2 separate regions of the Hordeum vulgare genome follow, and region 2 is linked to region 1. Evidence: chromatin contacts called from public Hi-C data. All regions are on one chromosome and are shown on one strand. Each heading gives the region's core, a stretch centred on a gene start, on an enhancer-like site or on the middle of the called end of the contact. The rest is flanking DNA. Distances are from core to core; before and after follow the strand shown. Region 1 holds the start of LOC123427603 (protein NARROW LEAF 1). Region 2 has its middle 130 kb from the start of LOC123433787.

What was found. A called contact is a pair of places that touch in the nucleus more often than the background predicts.
Region 2: a Hi-C map of seedling shows a contact between it and region 1, with 2.8 times the contacts expected there. The contact joins the enhancer-like site here to the promoter of LOC123427603 in region 1. A contact is called at or near these places in 1 of 6 Hi-C or Micro-C datasets (seedling) and 1 of 1 datasets of contacts at active chromatin or transcription factors (embryo).

What each region holds. Positions count from the first base shown.
Region 1 is chr2H:599,606,510-599,611,400 of MorexV3_pseudomolecules_assembly, forward strand. It overlaps LOC123427603 (protein NARROW LEAF 1), which reads right to left and starts at 2,251. Exons shown (of 6, transcript XM_045111682.1): 1 at 1,899-2,251; 2 at 126-654; 3 at 1-13. The coding sequence starts at 608.
Region 2 is chr2H:599,757,525-599,762,127 of MorexV3_pseudomolecules_assembly, forward strand. No RefSeq gene overlaps it. Among protein-coding and RNA genes, the nearest start is that of LOC123433787, 130 kb to the right of the region's middle. Within about 2 kb of position 3,262, at least 3 of the 3 cell types and tissues checked have open chromatin away from gene starts, as enhancers often do. A contact at or near this core is called in seedling, where this site is marked.

The DNA.
Region 1 (4,891 bases), core at 1,001-3,500:
CACCTCCTGGACCCTGTAAACATCCAGCCAAGTGAAAGATATTAGTCAAAGACAAAAACGACTCCAAGTCTGAAAACAAGCCTGTCCAATAATATAAGACAAGAGATAAAATGAGGTTCTCATACCGCAAGAATTGCAGGAAGGCATTGGTTCGGATTAAGCCATTTCTTGTGAACCTTTCGAGCAACGAAGACAAGAATGGCAGGGGTTTCTGTGAGAACCCCTTTTGTTATGCGGAAGCCCACTGCCGTCCCAAGGCTGAAACGCCGCAATATCTTGCTGTGGAAAGCTCTTATGGTCATCAAATCAAGCAAGCTATTTGCTTGCTGACCCTTGGGCAGCTTTCCAGGGAGTACCGGCAGTAATCCTTTCTGGAGGTTCCCAAAGTAGTTTGCCCGTCCCTCCGCCGCACAATGCTGCAGGTTTGAAGTCGGCCATAAGAAGTATGCCGCGCTGTTTTCTGTGTGCACGCACCCAGAAGCAACCGGTTGCATCGACGGAGAACAAGGAAATGCCTCATGGTGAGAGCAATGCCCCTCCACATCAAGAGACGACTCTTCCGACCGCGTCAAACCTGAGAGCTGCATCCTGTCATCTGAAGGCTTCATCGTGCCGAACAGTTGACAGGCGTAGTGGACAGGAGAAGCTATGGCCCTAAAAATTAGAGCAAACAAGTCTGAGAACATAATCTTGCCCCAAGGCAAAAATGTCAGGAGAGGAGACACTGGAAAGTTAGCACTCAGCAATCTACCAAATGTGTTTGCACCCTAATAGACCTACATCAGACTGGGAAATGTATGGTGAAATTAAGCAATGTATGAGTGTGAGGCTAGCTAGCATCCAAGCTATTATACACAAGAAAATAAATAAACAAGTGCTGGTGGAGTAGCCTGATATTCTCGGGGAATAGGTTCTTGCAGGATTGCAACCACGCAAACAAAAGCAGATAATATCATAAGAGGAATCCTCTGTACGACGAATATGACCCATTGTATATGTATATTCTTGTTGCGCATCCGCCGTAGAACCAAGCAGAGAATATCACAGGAGAGTGGAATCTGCAAAAGCCAGAGGGTGGAGGAAGTCTCCATCCGTTTGTTCGGCGAAAGGCATGGCACAAATTCTGCCTTTAAACACAGGGAATTGGCATAAATCCACATGACAACTACCACACGGAGTACTTGTGATGATAACAAAAATATCGACGCGAAAAGGGTAGGGCCTACGCGCAAATTAAGCAGGCGGCACCGCGGGTGAAGTTTGGCAAAGGCATCGTGCACTTTGCTGAAAGAGAAAAGGCATAATCAAAAGAAGAAACAACCCGCCGACAAGAAATCGGGGGGAACAAACGGCAAGCACTCTCCCCTTGTGTTACATCCAATAGCAGGCCTGAAATCGGTTTTGCTGGAGCAATGCAACTTTTATCTGGCCGCAGAAGAGAGCCTGCAGCTGAAGGCACGCGAGCTTGGATTGATGCCGGTTGCAGAGCGGCAATGGAGCTCCCTGCTCCCGTGGCGAAGATTCTTGGAGGCCGAGCTGCTAAGCTTTCCGTGGCATTTGGCCCCGGAAGCGAGGCCAACAAGGAAGGCGGAAGGAAATAAGAAGAGAACGCCTGAAGCTGTTACTGTGCAGGCATCACGGAACTCCCATGGCACTGGCAGGGAGCAACAACCTGGCATACCAGATTGGCAACTCAACCACCAAAGAGGGACGACGAGCAGCCCGGCCTGCGAACGGGAACCACGGGGCGGGAGGGAAAAAGGGATGCGAGGGACCGAAAAAGAAAGCCGGCAAATCGAGGAAGGCGGCGTCAAGATCCTGCCGCCCCAGGGGCCGGAGTAAGATCCGGCCATCCGGTAGGACCTCGGGCAGGGGAGGGAGGGGGCGGAGCCGCTCACCTGGAGCCGGAGCAATGGCCACAGCCTCGCGCGTCGCGACTACTCCTCCTGCCTCCTCCTATCTCCTTCTCCCCGCGCGGGTATCCATAATTGGGGGCGTGGAGGCGGGAATCTCCACTGTTATTAGGGGCGAGGCCGGGGGGGCAGAAGATGCCAGCTTTGCAGTCGCAGGCGGCGTCCCTCCCTCTCCCTGCCCAGCCCCCCCTCTCACTGTTCGGGCCGTGTGCGCGGCAGCAGCGGCATGCGTGCGCCGCACAAGCACCACAAGAAGAGGCTAGAGAGAGAGGGGGAATGGGGAGGAGGCGCTCTCCTGGGAATCTAGGGGGGGAGCTCGATCAGCAGCTAGGCGGTGGTGGTGATCATGGCGTGGTGGTCACAGATTGGGGTGAACAACGACTTCACTGTGGCGCCGTGTGATGTGTCGATGCCTGTGTCGAGCCCCGACCTGTGGCCGCATAGTCACCCGTGTCGCGCGGTCCAACGGACGGCCCCGATCGCAGGTGGAGGGGGCGAGGAGACGTGGCCCTCTCTCCTCCGCTAGATTCGGCCGTGGGGGGTTGGGGGCTTCATCCCTCCTTTGAACAAGGTGCACTTTTGGTCATGTCATCGTATATTATCGACAGTGACAATATGAAAATGATAGGGAAACAGAAAACTTATGGAGTTGACCTGTAGTGAAGAGTCAGACTGTGAACATGTTTTTTTATTCTAACATGTATTCTGGATATATAGCAAGATTTAGACGCGAGTATCAGCCTAAAACTCGTTCATTTTTTGCTTCTAAGATAACCAGCCCCCTTCTTATAGCTTATTTCATAAGCCGTCTGTGGAAGAGCCGGGCCTAAAGAATATTGAACTCGATATGCAACTATTCAAATTTGACTCGGATCTTAAAAGGGTCATGTCTCAATTCAAAATTTTCATAGTAAATATGTTATTTTGCCGAGTGGCTATAGCTCTATGTTATAGTTGGATTGGATGGTTAAGAACAATTCGGTAGCCTGAATATTCGGTTAAATGTTACTTCATGTGTTCACAATTGTAAGATGTTTTGAATATTTTAATATGAACTGCATGCAAATTGAAATGCGTAAACAAGCACACTAAAGCGTGTATATGTATCTAATAAAAAAATAGAACATGATTTTATTTCTGAATGGAGGGAGTATTTGACAATATAGGTTCCCAAACGACCGTTGCATCATAAGTGTAGGAAAACTCCTTTTATTAATCATGTGCTATTTTTTATAAGCATGTCACAATTGCTATTTATGTGGGCTAGAAATAGTAACATTTATGTGGGTCAAGACAAAAGGGATAGTAACAAGTGGCTTGGTCATTTTCGCTTTATGGCATGGTAGCATATTTATGGTGTCTGGTTCATGAAAAATCCCTATATTCTATTCTCTAGCTTCGTCAAAGAAAAATAAAGAAAATGTCACAGACAAATTGTCATGTCACTATAGAAGAATTGATAGCAATGATAAACATTAAACACCCCCAACTATATGCATGTTCTAATGAAAGGGTGAAAGTGCATCTAATCGCCAAGGTGAATTTTGGTAATCCATGTCAAGATATCTCAAAGAACTGATGGTACTTCAAATATATTTCATGAAAAGTTTTTTCAGGAACAATATTGGAATGGAAGGTGACCCCTAAAAATGCTTAAAGACAAGTGTTGGACAAGACAAAGGATTTTTCATTTTCATTTTAATGATCCTAAAATATCACATTGAGTACATATGCATGCAATCTATCAAAATGGGACGAGGATGTGACAATAAGACTTTTGCTCGATGTGTTTAGAGATCAATCTCCTTCAAGTTTTCCACTATATCTTTCTAACTACATGCATCTCGGTGTTGCCAAAGCACTTCCATTTGGAACCATCAAACCATCCAGATGTAGTTGTTGTTTTAAACCTTGGTTCAATCGGAGCCTCCAACATCCCATTTCGAGCCACCGAATCAACCTTGTAAACCTTACGTTGTCACATCGGAAATTTCGAGCCATTCCAGTTGAAACTTTCGAAGCGCTAACAAAGAGTGTGCAATTAATGAGGTACCCACTTCACAGCCATCAATTAACTTCCATGCGGAACTAGCGATGCATATGAAAGTTGTTACCTTTGTTCACTTCACAGCCACCAAGCAAAACCGGTTGGAGCCTCCAAGATGTGAAAAATGGTGAGTAACGATTAAATTTCTATTCAGGTCTATTTATCCCCCACCTATACCACCAGTTCAACTAGAAGAAAACTTCGCTGCCATCATTTCTTTTGAGAGAGAACTCCACCTCCTTGTGTCAATTTCAAAGGGCTTTCTAGCCCAACCACCACATCACTACTACAGGAAGGTCCTAAGACGACACATGCATTTGAGACCCTTCGACCAACTGTGTGCGATCCATCAATCACAGACGGTATAGTTCTAGCTCCATCGCCAATAAAATGAACTCTGTGCGATGGTTAGTCCATCGGGTACGATTTAGAAGAGACTTGAATGTGGGATGCGTGCCATATAGTTGGTCCTCATGAACTATTTGCGATTAGCCAAGATAACACAAACGGTTAAAAAATACATATGTGTGTGAAGTACGGCATACAGTTCACTCGGATAAACTGTTTGCGCTGATCCAACATAACACAAATGATTTAGCATAAGAAGGTTGATGATCCACAATTATAGGGGATCGATCGTAGTCCTTTCGATAAGTAAGAGTGTCGAACACAATGAGGACCACAAAGAAATGACAAGTGGTTTTCAATAAGGTAATTCTTGCAAGCACTCAAAGTAGCGATAACAAATAGTTTTATAGTAGTGTATTTTGTAACAAGTAACAGGTAACAATTGTAAATAGGATGCAACAAGGTGGCCCAATCCTTTTTGTAGCAAAGACAAGCCTGAAAGTTCTCTTATATGAAGTAAAGCGCTCTCGATGACACATGTGAATTGTCATCTAGTCACGTTCATCATGATTAGTTGATTCAC
Region 2 (4,603 bases), core at 2,012-4,511, 150 kb after region 1:
GAATCCGACGAGATCGCGAGCTTCGTGATTAAGGATTTCTATGCGGCTTGTGGTAATTTGTGATGGACTAGTTGGAGCACCCCTGCAGGGTTAAATCTTTTCGGAAAGCTGTGCCCGCGGTTATGTGGCAACGTGGAAACTTTGTTTAACACTGGTTCTAGATAACTTGAAGTTAACTTAATTAAAATATGCCAACTGTGTGCGTAACCGTGACTGTCTCTTTCGTGAGTTCCTTCTCCGATCGAGGACACGGTGGGGTTATGTCTGACGTAGGTAGGTGTTCAGGATCATTCATTTGATCATCCGTAGTTCACGTACGCTATGCGTAGATCTTCCCCCTCTTATTTCTTGTACTCGTAAGTTTAGCCACCAAATATATGCTTAGCCGCTGCTGCAACCTCACCACTTAACCTTACCTCACCCATTAAGCTTTGCTAGTCTTGCTACCTTTGGAAATGAGATTGCTGAGTCCACTGTGGCTCACATATTACTACAACACCAGTTGCAGGTACACGTAAAGATTACTTGACGCGAGCGCGTTGATTGTTCATTTGGAGTTGCTTCTTCTTCTTCTTCATCATCGATCTAGGATGGGTTCCAGGCCGGCAGCCTCGGATAGCAAGGATGGACGTCGTTCTTATTTTTCTCGTTTGTTTTCGTCCGTAGTCGGACCCTGCTCTTACTCTTGATGAATATGTAATGTACTGACGTGACTCTGATGTAGCTTGTGGCGAGTGTAAGCCAATTCTATTATATAACTCTTCTTTTCAGTACATGTACTTGTAACGATATCCATTCTTGCGACACGACGAGATGCGCCTCTATCCCTGACGAGGCCCCCGTGCCAAATTGAGGATAGGGTCGCATCTTGGGCGTGACAATACGTCTCCGCCTACACCTCCGTCATGGATCACCTCAAACATTTGCATGTCTATGTCATCGTATGACAACTCGCCCGCTCGAGGCAAACCAGCGAACAGTGTGTGTGCATCGGGTTACTCCACCCCCGACGCCGGCGCCGGACAAGCTGTGGCGATGTAGACTTCAAGAAAAGCAGAAGCGTTGCGTTGACGTTAACGCAATAACATCCACGCCCACGTTAGATGCCGGGGACTGCCTACCGAGGTGATGGGCGACGTAGAAGTAGGGAACCTTGTATTGCTTCCGGCCAGGTGGTGTATGCATGGACGATGGCGGCGCCCGTGTCCCTGGCCCCATTGGGCACCACACCAATCCCATGCATGTCCCCGCCACGACCACCACCTACGACAACCTCTTTCTTCTTGACCGCCGCCTTTGCCTTCTGTTTGAGCCAACGATCCTGCCGTGCTACCGACTTGATCTTGCGAGCGGCTGCGATCGTCGGATCCTTCACCATCATTTATGGTAGCTTTTCATACGAGTGTCCATGCAGCGACGATGGTGAAAAAAGAAGGGAATTGTGGTGGAGAGTGGCGGGATGGAAGAGGGGAGGATTGAGAAAAAGGAATTTTGACGCCGAAACAATGCGAGCAACTCTACATGCACGGGCTCCGTCTCAGTTTGGGGTGGGCCGGGGGTGTCGTAGTCCTACGTGGTTGGTGTCGAGACTCCCACAAAGCCTCCCTGATTTGTTCTTATTCGCGGGAAAACGGAAGTTCATACTTGTGCGCGAATGGATGTAGAATTTCGTTGGATGGCTTGTGGTGTTTGGGCTGCTCGGTCTGGTGGGATGCTAGAGGTTTGAGGGTCCGCGTTGTACATGCCAACTTTTTTTAGTCTTTAGAAAATATTCTTGGGCATCAAGGGCCAGGCAGTTGGATGAAATTAAAATTGCGCCAGCCTTATCTCAAGAACTCATAGTCTCATAGACCTCCTGCCTCCTACTCCATATCATGTAGGACTACATACACCGATGAGTTCGTAAAAAAATAAATATGCCGTAGATTCTTTTTCTTATTTTAAAAGAAGAAATCTTCAAGCTATTCATAATTAATCATGGCAATACAGAGATCATAAAAGATAACACGAATTTGGACGCAAACTATCTCAGCTCGAGCTCAAATGAACTCCAATGAACTTAAATCTGAATTCTATTTGCAACAAACATTCAGAATATTTTTACATGCATGCAAAAATTCGTGAAAAAAATCACATTTCTGGAAGTGCCGACAAAGAAAACAAAATAGATGCTAGAAAAGACTATTTTTGGAACATTGATCTTTTTTTTTTGCTCACAGCTCCACGAATGTGACTGAATCACGGAAGTTTGAACGCATGTTCATTCACTAAAAAAATTACACTCATGCGAAACTTTTCTCCATGTTTGTTGCAAAAAGAAAGTTTACTGCTCATCTACTTTCATTGGAGCTCAAGCTGAGAAGGGCACTTTCGCAAAAATTACAATTAGATCCATGGGTCATGTAAACATGTTTACAAGCACCAGAACGAGCCGATGCATTTCTCCTTCTACTTATAACTAGAAAAAGAAAACTATGAACGTCACCGCAAACGCCATGAATGGGCATAAACATGGTCAGAGATGCCCACAATGAACACATGGAGGGGAGGACCATTAATGTCGTGGCCGAGAGATGCCTCTTCCGCTCTTGCTGCACCCGAAACGGCGAGGGAAGGACGACGTAGCTGCTACCAAAAACTTGAACCGCAACCGGCCAACCCCGGACCTGACCCCCACTGGGTACCATTGGTACGTCCCCACGCCAAACGGTCGCAGCCTTTTCTCATCAACCGGTCTCTGAGTCGGGCCAGTGGCGCGCGCACGGTTGCCCCGGCCCCGGCCCCATGATGGCCGTGGTACAGCTTCCTGTAGCCGGAAAGCGCCCCGACGCTGCCCCCGCGTCCGTGGCTGCGCGACGCCCACGTCCCCCCGTTTCCCGCCGCTCCGCCACCGCGAGAAGAGAGAGCTGCTCTGCGTCTGCGTCTGCGTCTGCGTGCGTGTGAAATTAAAGAGTAAACCGACCGAGCGAGCGAGCGAGCGTGCAGTGGAACTGTGGAAGGACCAGAGAGAGAAACGGGAGGGAACGACGCCGGAGCGGTGAAGTTTTCTGGCCGTGTACGTGCTCGTCTGGGAGAAGCGACGAGGGCGGTGCGGGGCAGGACAGGATAGGGTTATGGGGCAGCGTGGGAGACCACAGCTAGCTAGCGGCCCCTGCCCTTTGCCCTCCGTGCTTGCTTCTTTGACCACACTGTCACTGTGATATCCCCCAGAAATTCAGATCACCATCATCATGGCCAGGCCAGACCAGCTGATCCTCCTTTAATTTGGCGCCACCCCCAGCCCCACCCCTACCGGCCCCAAGGGCATCACGCAACAGTACCACGTTCCTTCGGTCCACTTGGCGTCCGTTCGGTCTCGGATCCGACGCCCGGGCCACAAGTTGGACGAACAGCACGCGTCCGATCGGGAATAGGCGAGTGGGATTGGCTGCCCGAGACCCGCTAGTCCGGCTCCAGTACGTGCACTGTACTTGGAGATATTGGTGGCTGCATGTATGGGCGTGCCGGAGCCACCGCCTAGTGGGGGACCGGGCTAATTGTGCGTGTACCACAGTAATGCCCTGCGAGATTCCAAGTGTCTTTTGATACACATGGACATGCCGTTCGAAAATAGCAAACGAAGATTTTTCAAAACAGGGTTTTTATTGTTTATGCCACTGAGTGCGTCTCATTATCAGTTTTGTTATTAGAAATTACAACTGGTTAAAACTGCCCGTGAGATGGTTGCTCAAAAATGTCATTAGACATCTCAAAAATGCCATCGTTCTATTAGATATTTGCTCAAAAATACCGTTCGACATTATTATTATTAGGCCAAATTCGTTAATCATGTTATATGACGAAAATACTCTTATGCCCACATGTCAGCTTTCTCTATCTCATAATGTTAGATATGGACCCCACTTGTCAGCAGTAAGCAAGCGGGTAATTTTCTTTTAAAAATATAAGAATGTTGTTGGGATCAAATGGGACCCACCCTTTATTGTGGTGAGATAGAAAAAGACCTGACATGGTCTTTAGGTACTTTGGCCATTATAACATGACAAATAAGGTTTAAGCTAACAATAATGGTGTCCCGTGACATTTGTGTGCATGCGTCTAACGAAGCGGCAGTTTTGAGCAGTTGTAACTTTTAATGGCAAAACTGACTAGTGTGAAAAAATAAATTGCAAACGAAGGACGAGCCCGATGAGGACTTAAAAAGGCATGTTTTCTGCATCACAAAAAAGGGTTTTTTATACATACAAAAATGCATATATAACGAATCCAGATATTTTTCTTAATAATATACTTTCATATGTGGCCTACACAAACAAAAACATGTACATGAAAAATGGGCCATTTTTTCGTTGTTGGGTAGGATTTTTGTTTTCCGTGCAGCTTGCAAATCATAATATTTTTGAATGACATTCTACAGATCCGATACAAATATGTATAAGTTTCTGGAGATTTTTTTGAATCATTTGAAACAAAGTTCTTCAATGTCCCCACCCACGAAAACGTCACTCTCCATGACGTTGCTCTTCTCACCTTTGTTTACTAGATTTTGTCCCCTCTTATTTTGTGCTAAAATTTTACATATAAATTTAACTAATAAAATATA